2 separate regions of the Mus musculus genome follow, and region 1 is linked to region 2. The links are chromatin contacts, called in public Hi-C maps. All regions are on one chromosome and are shown on one strand. The core of a region is the stretch at or near the end of the contact, and the rest is flanking DNA. Distances in the headings are between cores, read along the strand shown. Region 1 holds the start of Srsf7 (serine and arginine-rich splicing factor 7). Region 2 holds the start of Wdr43 (WD repeat domain 43).

What was found. A called contact is a pair of places that touch in the nucleus more often than the background predicts.
Region 1: a Hi-C map of B cells shows a contact between it and region 2, with 5 read pairs. The contact joins the promoter of Srsf7 here to the promoter of Wdr43 in region 2. A contact is called at or near these places in 1 of 39 promoter capture datasets (cranial neural crest) and 1 of 484 Hi-C or Micro-C datasets (B cells).

The regions. Positions count from the first base shown.
Region 1 is chr17:80,202,529-80,208,968 of GRCm38.p6, forward strand. Srsf7 (serine and arginine-rich splicing factor 7) reads right to left here and starts at 4,777. Exons shown (of 8, transcript NM_146083.2): 1 at 4,647-4,777; 2 at 3,320-3,500; 3 at 2,734-2,910; 4 at 1,785-1,859; 5 at 1,594-1,704; 6 at 163-216. The coding sequence starts at 4,674. It also overlaps a transcript of Gemin6 not described here.
Region 2 is chr17:71,614,890-71,621,670 of GRCm38.p6, forward strand. It overlaps Wdr43 (WD repeat domain 43), which reads left to right and starts at 1,326. Exons shown (of 18, transcript NM_175639.1): 1 at 1,326-1,596. The coding sequence starts at 1,372.

The DNA.
Region 1 (6,440 bases), core at 3,527-6,026, 8.6 Mb after region 2:
TAAATGAAGTTCTCAATTGGATTAACAAGGTGCAGATATTTCTACTTATCCAAGCTTTGGGCTAACACCCATTTCTCAATAATTTTCAACACTTTGAACTCTTTGGATATTGGTGCTATATAATTAACTATAAGAGCACTAAATCGGATAGTCTGACCCTACCTGCTTCTTGGTCGTGAAATAGACCTGGATCTTGATCTCGACCTTGAGCGGGATCTTAATAAAAAGGAAAGGGGACACAATTACACAAGCATGCCTTTATAACAGAGCACCTTCCCAGATAGGATAGATAGGATAGAAAAGAGTAGAGACAATTGCTGCACAAGTCTTGCCTTCTGTCTATCCAATGTAGCACAGATGATCCAACAGGGAGATTTCAAATACACAGAGAACCACTATTTCATATGACTACTTCCATTATGTACAATTTGGTCACTACTTCTATGGAGGCACAACAGCCCCATCTTCAAACTCTTATACCACAATTATCAAGTGGTTCTATCCAATTACTAAGTTGACTTTAGTCTGGTTATCAGAGTTAAAGGTCCGTAGTTTGTCAAGCCAAGTTAGACTGGCCATAAATCTTTTAAAAAACCTTGGGACCCTATAATTAAGTCTATCTAGAGATGGTTCAGTAACTTTCTCAAATTGATTAATTTATGAGTTTTAAACAGCAGTGAAGTGGCTTTTACACACAACTGCTTCATCTGTAGTAGAAATTCCTATTTATAAAAAACATGTTATAACCTTTTAAGGACTTCTTACAATGAATAGGAGTAAAGTTGACTTAAATACATTGAATCCAAATGTAAGGGTAACCCCTAATTCAGGCCAGGTGGTAATAGCAAAACACCTTTAATCCCAGCACTTGGGAGGTGGAGGCAAATGGATCCCTTCAAGTTTAAGGCCAGCCTGGTCTACAGAGCAAGGGCAGCTAGGGGTACACACACAAAAAAAATGTTGTCTATTAAACTAAAAAGTCCACTCAGATTAAGAGGCAGGCAGATCCTGGCTCCCTCCTACTCTCAAACTTACTCTTTCCAAAAATGTTTTAAATTTACATTCACTTATTCAGAGTATATGTAGAGAAGGTAATGTCACCATCTCTAGAAGTCAGAGAGCAATTTGGGGGAATTGGGTCTCTCCTCCCTTTACATTGGTTCCAAGTTTAAGCAAGTTATCAGGTTTGATGGCAAGCTTTGTCACAATTCTCTTCATGGAGATAGCATCCTATCTGGCTAAAATAATTTACTTTTAAAAAATCTGTTTTGAGATGGGGCATGTACCTTTTTTGTCCTCCAATCCCCAGGTCCAAGTTATTTAGTCTAAGTGCTAGGAGTACAGGTGTGCACACCCTAATATTGAAGCACCCCATTTGAATGAAGATACTTCACTGTGTCACCAAGACAAGACGATCCAGCCAGGATCCAGTGGTGGCGCTCACCTTCAATCCCAGTGATTAGGTGGCAGAGGCAAGTGGATGAGTTCAAGGCCAGCCTGGTCTACAGCCAGGGCTACACAGAGAAACTCTGTCTTGATAACTAAAGCTACGACAATCCATCTACTAGTAAGCAGGAAAAATGTGCTACATACTGGAAATACCTCGATCCTATTATAGAACCAGACCTAGATCTTCTGAGTGAAGCTGATCTTGATCTACGAAGAGACACAGACCTTGATCGGCGAGGAGATGCTGATCTTGACCTAAAATTTAAAGAAGTTCTTAAGCCCATCTGTCTTACTTTTTCCCACTTGTTAAAATTTGAATTTTACAAATTTCTCACCTCCGTCCTCGGCTCCTGCTGCGGGAGCGAGAGTATCGCCTTCCCCTGGATCGGGAATGGGATCTAGATCGTGACCTATTTTTTAAGTTAGAAAAATACAACATATTAGACGATAACTCAGTTTTAGTGTTTGTGTACCTCTGCTGAAATCAAATCTCAAGACTATTTAAAATTTAGTATCTCATTTGGAAAAACTCTGGGCCTATTAAATTTTTTTTTTTTACTAACCTAAAAAAAGATTTGTTAAAAGCTGAATTACAACTTAGAATTACAAAATATAAAACGCCATAATGTGTATTTAAAATAAACCTTGCAAGTTTGCAGGTCGACCCTCTTTGGCCCATGGTCTAGTAGTAGGTCTAGTAGATCTAGATGATCTAGAAGTATCTATAGCCGATCGCTGCATCTAGATGTTTTCTTCAATCTAACGACGATCAAACTGACAGCCAAAAGAGCCAGATGAGGCTTGATTGACGCAAGAAGATTTTTCTAGTTGGGAATGTGGTCAATCTGGTGTTCCTCTTTCTAAAGCGGAGGGGGCCCCAATTGTAAGCCAAATTTACTGTTACGGCGATCACCGACTCAAATTTTCTGCCCTTTAAAGAATAAGGTGAAGCTAGGTGTAGATGACTCGAGGGGATCTGGCCTCTTATGCTGATCACCTCAAGGTCTAGGAGGATCTTAATTGTCGGATTTGCAAGGCGCCTCAGCATGATATCATAAGGCTCGTGACATTCTGAATCAAGGCGACTGACTCAAACGAAGAAACCTGAAAGGTTTTGACCAGGTTGATTATTAATATAGTAACATTTTTAATTAAACAAAAATTGTAAAATACACCTGTACAATTAACATTCAAGTTTATAGAAAAACACTAGTTTCTGCCTTGCTAATAAAAGAATTACTTTGATTAACTAGAATACCAACCATTCCTTCATTAATTAAATACCTGCTTCTTCTTCGTCGGCTATAGCGATGACAGTCATAAGCATAATGTCCCTTTTCACCACACTCATAGCATCTATCATTAGGATCAAAGGGACGACGGGCAGGTGGCCTATCAAAACGAGATCTCCGAGGCATGCCTGTTGATAGTTCAACCCTCACTCGAGAACCACAAATCACTCTACAAAACATAAGAAAATGCTAATGTTAGAATACACATGTGACTTCTAGATTTAAAAATATCAACTGCTATGTATATAAAGAAAATATCTAATAAAAATTAATTTATTAAAAAAATGTCAACTGCTCATTCTCTCTACACGGTTAGTCTTTTGTTTACAAAACCCCGCCAATTCCACCTTTAGTCCTAAATCTTAAGTTATCCAGTGCCTGAAGGGTAAGGCATGTGAGAGGCTGACAGAATGAGGGCTCCAACCACCACCGGAGCTATATGGTGAGTTCCAGGTCAACATAGGCCAGAGACACTATCAAAAATAAGGTCCACCCCCAGAGAGTCTATGATTAGCACCGAGATTACTTATCCAGCCCGAGGGAATATTTTAAAGAAATTTGAAAAACAACCCACTTACTTCCCATCCAATCCTCGAACTGCATCCTCTGCATCTCTAGGGTCTTCAAATTCCACAAAGGCGAATCCTGGAGGATTTCTGGCAATCCACACAGTTCTTAAGGGCCCATAGTAACTGAATGCCCTTTCTAACTCTCCTTTACCAGCACCAGTTCCCAGGTTACCAACATATACCTTGGTTTCTGTTTAAAAAATGTAAACAGAACAAATGTTATTCAACGTGTGATAGGGAATTCATTTCTTTAAAACAGACCATCCTTAAAGAGCTGTGCAACGTACACGTTTTGTTTTGGAGACTCTGAGCCAGCTAAGTGATCTACTCGGAGCCACCCTACAACTATGTTAGCTATACATCGCTCAAACGACTCTCAGGCCTCAACCTCCCTGAGGCAGCTAGTGCACCACCAGGTCTGGCTCCCTTTATTTAGAGGTCTTCACCAAGTACTAAATCTTACAGCGTGAAAGACTGGAAAGCCAGACCTGCGACCAAGTTCTGGCGCTCTTATAGGAAGGAAACCCTGGGAGACTGCAGCGGGAGCATGGTAGACTTGAGGCGTGCGGGGTGGAGGTGGGGCCCGGCTCGGGCCCGCCCCGCCCCCCGAGTCCCCGCAGCCTCGGGCACAACAGCGCGCGGGCTCCGGCGGCCCGGCCTGCGGAGAGGTCTACAGCGAGGATCAGGGCCGAGCCAGTTCCCGGCTTCCACAGCAGGCGCAGGCTCACCCGAGTCCCCGCCCCAGAGCCAGAAGCCACGCTCGAAACGGCGAAGGAAAAAAAAAGAGAGAGAAAAAAAGCCGTCGCCGCTTGCAGCGGTCTTCCCCTCGCGCTACTCCTCATGCCGACCAATTGTTGGACGACGCGCAGCTCGCAGCTGCCGGTTTCGTTCCGTCTCCAGCCCAACCCGAATCTTAACGCCCATCATCACTCCCCGGCTCCAGTGGCGGGAAAGCGCTGAGGAAATGCGCCACCACGGTCATCAATGTGCTCAAAATGGCAGCCGCCGCCGCCGCCGAGGGCGGGGGGTGGGGTGGTGGAGGCGGGCGGCAGCGCGGAGAAATGGCCAACGCCACCACGGCGACCCCGCCAGGCTTCGGCCTGTCCAGGAGAGACCAAAAGGCGCCAAGCGCCCGGGCCCTAAGCGGCACACATGCCCTCCAGTCCCGCTCGCCCTCCTCCTCCCCGCCCCCGCGGCCTCGGGCTTCGTACAGCGTGCGCAGGAGCCGCCATTACGCACGCGGAATAACCGTCTCTAACCGCCGCGCCGCCCCTGCGGCCCCGCTCTGCTCGGTCGGCGGGCAGCACCGTCCTCCCCTGGGGCCCTGGCCGCTTACCTCCTCCATACCGCCCGTAGCGTGACATGATGGCCGGCCCGTGTACTCGGCTCTAGCTTGGAATGCTCACAGCGCGAGTAGCACGGAAGCGGCTGCGCAACCTCCTCTGCCTGCAATCCCGGCGGCACTACAAGGAAGAGGCCGGAGTCGCGCTTATATAGGCGGCGGGCGGGGATTCTTTTTTTCTGCGCATGCGTTGTGTCAACGTTCTGCGCGGCACAAAGAAGCTGGGCGGAAACAGCCTAGAGGCGGGGCGGAGGGAACTTAGAGCGAGACTCTGCGAGCGGAGCGGAGGGATACGTTTCCATGGGAACGCCGGGATCTTGCCCATAAACCTGTGGCCTTCCGGCGGTCTCCTGCTCCCTCCCCTCCCCTTCCCCTTTCCTGAACCCTGTGGGTCCTCCTAACCTCTCCCAACCCTTTTACCTCTTCATTTTAATCTAGGAACTGACAGCGACCGTAACCTAAGTACAGGTACACTAGACCGTTCTGTGAAAGTCCGTAAAATTTAACCGCTGCTGTCCCGGTCGCCACCTTTGGGGTACCTGGCCTAGTCTGTGTTCAGTGATCTTTAAGGCTCAACAGAGGTAATTAAACTAAGACCAGTGTGAAAATAACCCTTACTCCACAGTTATGTCTAATGGTTATTGCATCACGGGCCTCAAAAGGGATGACTTCCCCCGGGGAGTCTGCATAATACCTCTCCTTTTTGCACTGAGTCACTAATTTGTTAGTTTGATCTGAGTACTTGGGGGTTTGCTGAAACAAAGGGATAGGGTTGTGGAGAAGGGGTTCTGGCAATGTTAAAGTTGTGGCAAAACTGTAAAAGTTTGCAAGCATACTGAGCCGAGACAATTCTTGCATCTGAAGCACAAATTTATTTTTCCCTTCTAGTGCTTTGGATTTTTTAAAAGTTGTGTGTGAATTTTTACTTAAAACCTTACAGCTCAGCCACTCAATACGTATCAGTCTCCCTGAGTTGCTTAAAATCTGCCTTTGAATTCTGCATTTGCCAAAATTCAACTCTAAAAAGAGAGCTAAGTTCTTTTTTTTTTAAGATTTATTTATTTATTATATGTGAGTACACTGTAGCTGACTTCAGACACTCCAGAAGAGGGAGTCAGATCTCATTACCGGTGGTTGTGAGCCACCATATGGTTGCAGGGATTTGAACTCATCATTTGAACTCAGGGATGACCTTAGGAAGAGCAGTCAGTGTTCTTACCCACTGAGCCATCTCACCAGCCCAAGTTCTTTTTATCAACCAGCAAAAAACAAACAAACCAAAAAAAACAAAAAACAAAAAACAAAAAACATTACATCGTAACTACTTGGAATACTCAAGGGTTGGAAATTTTACACATAAAAGAGGAAGTTCCTAGGTACGTGTATTTCATCTCCGTTTTCATTTGCTGTGTGTGGATTCAGGTGTGGAGTGCTTTCTCTAAAGGAGTCCTTCTTGGTCAATAAAGCATGAGACTCTTTTAAAAAAAAAAAAAAGATTCATTTGTTATTTATACGAGTACACCGTGGCTGTCTTCAGACACACCAGAAGAGGGCATCAGATACCTTATAGATGGTTGTGAGTCACCATGTGGTTGCTGGGAATTGAACTCAGGACCTCTGGAAGAGCAGTCAGTGCTCTTAACTGCTGAGCCATATCTCTAGCCCCTCCCCCCCTTTTTAAAAGCAAAGACTCTTAAGTACTACTAATTTATATGTATGTTGATTTTCAAATATTTAAAATTATAGTGTCTCAACAAAAATCTCTGGCAAGAAAATAGAAACTCTACA
Region 2 (6,781 bases), core at 76-2,575:
GAGACTAAAGGAAAGGCCTTCCAGAGACTGCCCCACCTGGAGATCCATCCCATATACAGCCACCAAACCTAAATACTATTGCTGATGCCAGGAAGTGCTTGCTGATAGGAGCCTGATATGGATGTCTCCTGAGAGGCTCTTGCAGCCCCATTGGAAGAACAACATCAACCAACCAGTACCATCAGAGCTCCCAGAGACTAAACCATCAACCAAAGAGTACACAGGAGGGACCCATGGCTCCAGCTGCATATGTAGCAGAGGATGGCCTTGTTTGTCGTCAAAGGGAGTGGAGGCCCTTGGTCCTGTGAAGACATGATGCCCCGGCGTAGGGGAATGCTAGAGTGGTGGGGCGGGAGTGTGCATGTGGGTGAGGAAGCAGCCTGGGGGAGGTGGGTAGGATGGGGGTTCTAGGAGAGGAAACCCGGGGGGGGGGTAACATTTGAAATTTAAATAAACAAAATAACCAATAATTAAAAAAAAAGAACCAATAAAATAAGGAAAAAATTTCTTCTATCTATCTATCATTTATCTTTTGGAGACAGTTTCCCTATAGTCCTCGATGTTATAGAATTCAGTTTCTAGACCGTGCCTGCGTCTGCCTCAGATAGAGTGCTGGGATTAAAAGGCACACATCCAGATGGGAATATATGTTTGGTTTCTCTTTTCTTTTTTTTTTTTTTTCTTTTGTGTGTGTGTGTGTGTGTGTGTGTGTGTTGTTTTTTGTTTTTTGAGACAGGGTTTCTCTGTATAGCCCTGGCTGTCCTGGAACTCACTCTGTAGACCAGGCTGGCCTCGAACTCAAAAATCCGCCTGCCTCTGCCTCCCAAGTGCTGGGATTAAAGGCGTGAGGCACCACCGCCCGGATTCTTTATTTACACCCAACTTGACCTCCTCTCTTGTCCAATAGTATCTCTGTGTGTTAACACAGATAAAAGAGGCATCTTGTTTCTTCAAGCCCCAACTCTAACTTTGATAGAACTATGATTGGATAATTATTGTACGTACATGGCCACGTCCTCGAAGAGACTAAAGAAACATGGAAACAGCTGTTACAATCTCGGAGATGTAAGTAAATATTTCTTTTAAACATTTCGTCTAGTTGTTTCATAGGACGTAGTTTTAAAAGAAGGATCTGGCTCGGTAGTATGCAAATCACTTCCCCTCGCGCTTCCTTCGCAGGACAAGTTAAGAAGGACCCCACTGAGCCACCGTCCACAGGGTGGGCCCGGCTAAACGCTGGCCTGCGTCACGACCAGCCACTTCTTGGGCTCTCAGCGTTCCCTCCGCCCCACTTCCTCCCTGCAGGCCCCACCCCGCGCCGGTGCGCCTGCGCCCGGGCGAACACGTGGCTGCCGCGGAGCCAGAGCAGCAATGGCGGCCGGAGGCGGCGGTAGCTACGACCCCTTGGCCCCGGCGGGGGTCCCCTGCGCCTTCTCGCCGGACAGTCAAGCCTACTTCGCTTTAGCCTCTAGTGACGGTCAGCTGCGAGTATGGGAGACCGCCAACAACCGGCTGCACCAGGAGTACGTGCCTTCCGCGCACCTCAGCGGTACCTGCACCTGCCTGGCCTGGGCGCCAGCACGGCTGCAGGCCAAGGTAGGATGAGCGGGGACGGCGACGGGGACGGGGACCTCCTGCCGGGCTGCGGCATCCCGGGCCGGGCGGCGAGGCGCGTGGCACCCCTGGCGCGCGTGGCCCGGGGCGTCCCGGGAGAGAGGAGGCGCGGAGCCGGGCCGGCGGCGCGCTTGGGCCGGCGCCGCGGCTGCAAAGTGCGGCCTGGCCCGAGGGGGGCTGCGGGAGGGTGCGGCCCGATCCCGCGGTCTCCACGAGGTCTGCACCCCGGCTGCTTCTGGGCCGCCATGTTCATCGAAGCCTCTGCTCCCCCGGGGGGCGGCCTCAGACTTCCCAGGCCTGGGTCCCCATCAGAGCTACCCGGTGCGCACTTTAGGACCGTCTCGCGCTTCCGCATCCCGGACCCCGGTATTGGTTTTGCTTTGGGCACTTGGAATGCGCACGTCTAGGTTAAGTTCCTTCCGGGAGCCCCTTCCCTCGGCTCGGATGCGTGTTCAACACGTGTTCCCTTCTGCCTCTAGGTTGTGGGATTCGTCGTCCCACAAACTCTTTTCCATTTCTAAGTTCCCTTCTTTCTCAGCGGAGGTACAGTGAAATAGAGTAGGGCATATGATGTAGGTCCTGGTGATTTTTTTTTTTTCTCTCGTAGTTGGGAAACTGCTTAGTTAGGGAATCCTTTTCGCTGTCAGGTAAATGCTGCTCACTGTTGACTCACCCGGTTAGATCTCGGCACGCACGTGGTTAGGCAGTCGGCAGGCAAAAATCTGGAACCGGTGTAAAAGGTATCCTAAAATATGTGACGTTTTGCTGTCACTGATGTTAAAGTTGTTGGGATAGCTTACTCCTTCCCATCCCAAGAGTAAACTTTCACATAAATTTATTTTATCTAAGTTGCTATACTCTGTGTGACAGTGGTTAGCTACTTACCGGATTCCAGCTTTTCTTGGTGACAAAGAGCAGATATGAGGCCCTATAAGTCAAACATAATCAGATTTGTGAAAGTTATGTAATTGTCAGCATTAGAGCTGCTGCACTTTTTTTTTTAACTTTATACAGTTTTCTTTTTAACTTAACAGTCCTGTAAAGTGGTGAGAGTACTTACTAACACTCAGAAATACAGAGAGAGCAGTTAGCTAAGTGCTTGTAGCCAGGCTGTAAAAGTAGGAGTCCAGCCTCTGTAATAATTGTGTTTTTTGTTCCCTACTTATAACATGAGGATAATCACTTAGAATAGTGTATAGCGCCTTAAGTGAAGTGCTAATTACTAGTGGTATTAGTATCTTGTATTTTTGTCCTTAGTCCACAAGGTATGTCAAAGCAAGCAATTTCAATAAAGGCCAACAGGAACTAGACTCGGAACTCGTGTCTTTGAAGTTCTTGGTTGTCCTCAACAGATAGTATTAGATACTCATTTCCAATCTTCTATGTCCCAGAACAAAATCCAAATTTCAAAAATAGCGGTTTGGAGATTTTCATCCACTGTGATACAGTAGGGATACAACCATTTTTAAAGGAGCCCAACTTTAACTTTTCAACAAAGCTCCTCAAATTAAAGCAACTTTATGTGACAAGATGACCCGAGTCCTGGTTCCCAAGTGGTGTGCTGGATTGGATGTGCCCAGTGGTTAGCATCCCCAGAGTGCCGGTGCAGTCCCCAGCAAGCCCTGCTTTCAAGTGCCAGTAAGTTTCACTTTCTTTTTATCTATATGTTGCCATTTCTGCTATGCAACTACTAAATGTCTGGGAATTAGTAAACAGACTTAGGCTGGGATGTAGCTCAAAGATAGAAAACTTGCCTAGCATATGAAAGACCCTGGATTGAATCAATAGTACCACAAAATCAGAGCTAGAAAAGCAGTCAGGGCTCAGGAAGCTAAACGGCATGGTTGGTCACTAACAAGCGGTAGCACTAGGATCCCAGCCTAGCCCCTTACACGGTGAACTCCTACCCTTGCACTTCATCATGGATGGCTGCAGAGCTGTCAGTTCCCATCCTGAGCATGTGACTCACGGAAGCAGCATTTTTCCAGTTCAGCGGTAGACTTAACTGGTCTGCTTGGTGCTGGGGTGGGCTTACAGGTCCAGGTAGTGTGTGGCTTAGAGTTTGTGGCAGCCGCTCAAACTCCGCTTTGGGGCTCACTGGATTGTGTGCCCTGGTATTTTAAGTATTCAGATGATCATCATACTAAACCTGTTTTACATTTTTAAGTGTTTAAAGTGTGACACATAAAATGGATGTTATTATAAAGCCCACGTTCCCAGTACATTGGTATGGTTTGGTATGGGATTTAGTAGACATACTATCTTTTTTTTTCCCCCAAATCCTTATTTGTCTCACCTTCAGACCTATTTCTAGAAGCAGTGGCTCCCACTTAAATGGTACTTACTCTGGTGGCATATGTGTTTTGTTTTTTTTTTTTTGTGTTTGTTTGTTTGTTTGTTTGTTTGTTTTCTGTATAGCTGGCTGTCCTGGAACTCACTTTGTAGACCAGGTTGGCCTCAAACTCCGCCTGCCTCTGCCTCCCAAGTGCTGGGATTAAAGGCGTGCGCCACCACTGCCCAGCGTAGACATCTTGCTTCCAGAGCTCTTAGGATTAAATGAGGTAATAACACATAAATGATTGTTATGGTGAGACTTGGTCCATAGTGGTTATTGTTCTGTCTGGACTCCTGTGCTCATGCAGTGCTGTATTGAATGGAATGAAGTCATATTGAGTGTCCTGCCCTTGGTTTAGGAATGGGCAATTTGCTACAAGGACAATGTTTGGTACTCTACCAGTAGAGAAAGGTAAAGTTATACTGTGTTTCTTGAATAATAGGTTGTAGTGGTGTTTCATAAATGTTTAAAAGGCTTTTTCCTGTTTCTAGAATGATCATAATACCTTGAAGTTTATGCCATGATCGATTTAGCGCTTCTCTGGTTTATGTTTGTATTGAACCTGTTATGCTAGTAGCAGGCTAGAGCCACACATTTAAGCCACCTAGAAATTGATCCTGTTGCTACCCACTATCTTTCTCTCAAACTTGTTTTTCTTCATCCTCTGGTAATAAAACCTGGAAGTCTGACCCTGTCTGATGTTGGGACCATAGTTCACTTCCACATGCTTTGTGGAAACATGAATAAACACAGCCTAGGACCTAACTGAAGGATGGGCATTTTAGGTATTAGAATGCATTAGAGCACAACTGAGACACTGGTGAAATTGCTAGGAAAAGTTTAAGCTCTCCTCAGTACCCTCTCTGGAGATACAGTACAACAATTCAGCTGTATTCCTGACAGTCTGGAGGTCTCAAGTACTTAATATTTCAAAGGAAGGTGTCCTGGCTGGTTTTGTGTGTCAACTTGACACAAGATGGAGTTATCAGAGAGAAAAGAATTTCATGTGAGGAAATGCCTCCATGAGATCCAGCTGTAAGGCATTTTCTCAATTAGTGATCAAGGGGGTAGGGTTTCTTGTGGGTGGTACCTTCTCTGGGCTGGTAGTCTTGGGTTCTATAAGAGAGCAGGCTGATCAAGCCAGGGGAAGCAAGCCAGTAAGGACCATCCCTCCATGGCCTCTGCATCAGCTCCTGCTTCCTGACCTGCTTGAGTTCCAGTCCTGACTTCCTTTGGTGATGAACAGCAATGTGGAAGTGTAAGCTGAATAAACCCTTTCCTCCCCCACTTGTCTCTTGGTCATGATGTTTATGCAGGAATAGAAGCCCTAAGACAGAAGGTAAAGGTTACAGATCAGGTTCTATTGGTAGAAGAACATTTGTTTTGATATATTTGTGACTTGATGAGATGTATGTATTTTCACTCTTATCTATGAAATACATATGCCAGAGTAAATACCATTAAAATGGGTCAAAAATGGACTTTAAAACTACTTACTAATAATTGAACATAATTTTCAGTGTCTAAGGTCAGTTTTTAAGGCTGGTTTGATGCATTAGTGGGTCATGAAGTAGATTTAGCAGGCTATTAATAGTGTTTCGTGAGATAGAATGGAATGGTGAGGATAAGTTTTCCTGTGAAACTTTTTTTTTTTGAGACAGGATTCCCTATGGAACAGCCCTGGGCATCCTTGAAACTCACTTTGTAGACGATATGGGCCTCAGAGATTGGCCTGCCTCTGTTTGCTGAGTGTCTCACGCCCAGATCTGTTTTTGAAACCTTCATGTTTTAGTTGTATCCCTGAGTGTGTTTGGGCCTCCATGTGTTATGCAAACTCTCTACAGTCTCATTCTGAAAAGCCGTTGTGTAATTGTTGACAGGACCAGTCAGACTCTGCTTGTCTGGTTATGATTATGTTTTTAAAGATTTATTTATTATTATATGTAAGTACACTGTAGCTGCCTTCAGACACTCCAGAAGAGGGCGTCAGATCTCATTAGGGATGGTTGTGAGCCACCATGTGGTTGCTGGGAGTTGAACTCAGTGGTCTTAACCGCTGAGCCATCTCTCCAGCCGCCCGGTTATGCTTTTTAAATCCTTGCCCTCAGTTTGTGGCTTTTTGACATCACACGTGTGTGGCTGCCTCGGCTTTCTGATGCCCTGGATCCGATGGGCTTTTGGTGGTTCTTGCTTAGCTCATGTTGGAAATCTCTTTACTCTAAGAAATCAGTCTTAATAAAGTAGTAAGACGTTAGTAAAGACTTTTCACTCCTAGTGCCTTCATGCAGATCTCCCATTACAGATTCTTGAACCAACAACCTTTCTCATTCCTTAAGCTTTATATGTACAGTCGGTATTACGTTCTTTAGAGGGAATAACTGACTGACAGATGGACAGCTCAGGATTGACTGGTCCTGCGCAGTCCAACTTTTTTTTTTTAAGATTTATTTATTATTACATGTAAGTACACTTTTGATACACCAGAAGAGGGCATCAGATCTCATTTCGGATGGTTGTGAGCCACCATGTGGTTGCTGGGATTTGAACTCAGGACCTTCTGGAGAGCGCTGAGCCATCTCTCCAGCCCCACAGTCCAACTTAAGAGAAGCAAGAGATTTCTGGAGGAAAAGTGTGTGTAAAGTTTAGAGAGCATGGTATTAGAATGGAGCTGGAATCAGTAGTGCCAACCTGGATTCAGGACTATTTGGGTGGAATTGTTCTTATAACATTAGATTTGGGGGTGGTGAGGTAACACAGGAATTGGGAGTAAGCACTTATGGCCTAGTCACAGGGCTTGAGTTTGGATCTCAGCACCCTCATTGGGTGGCTCAC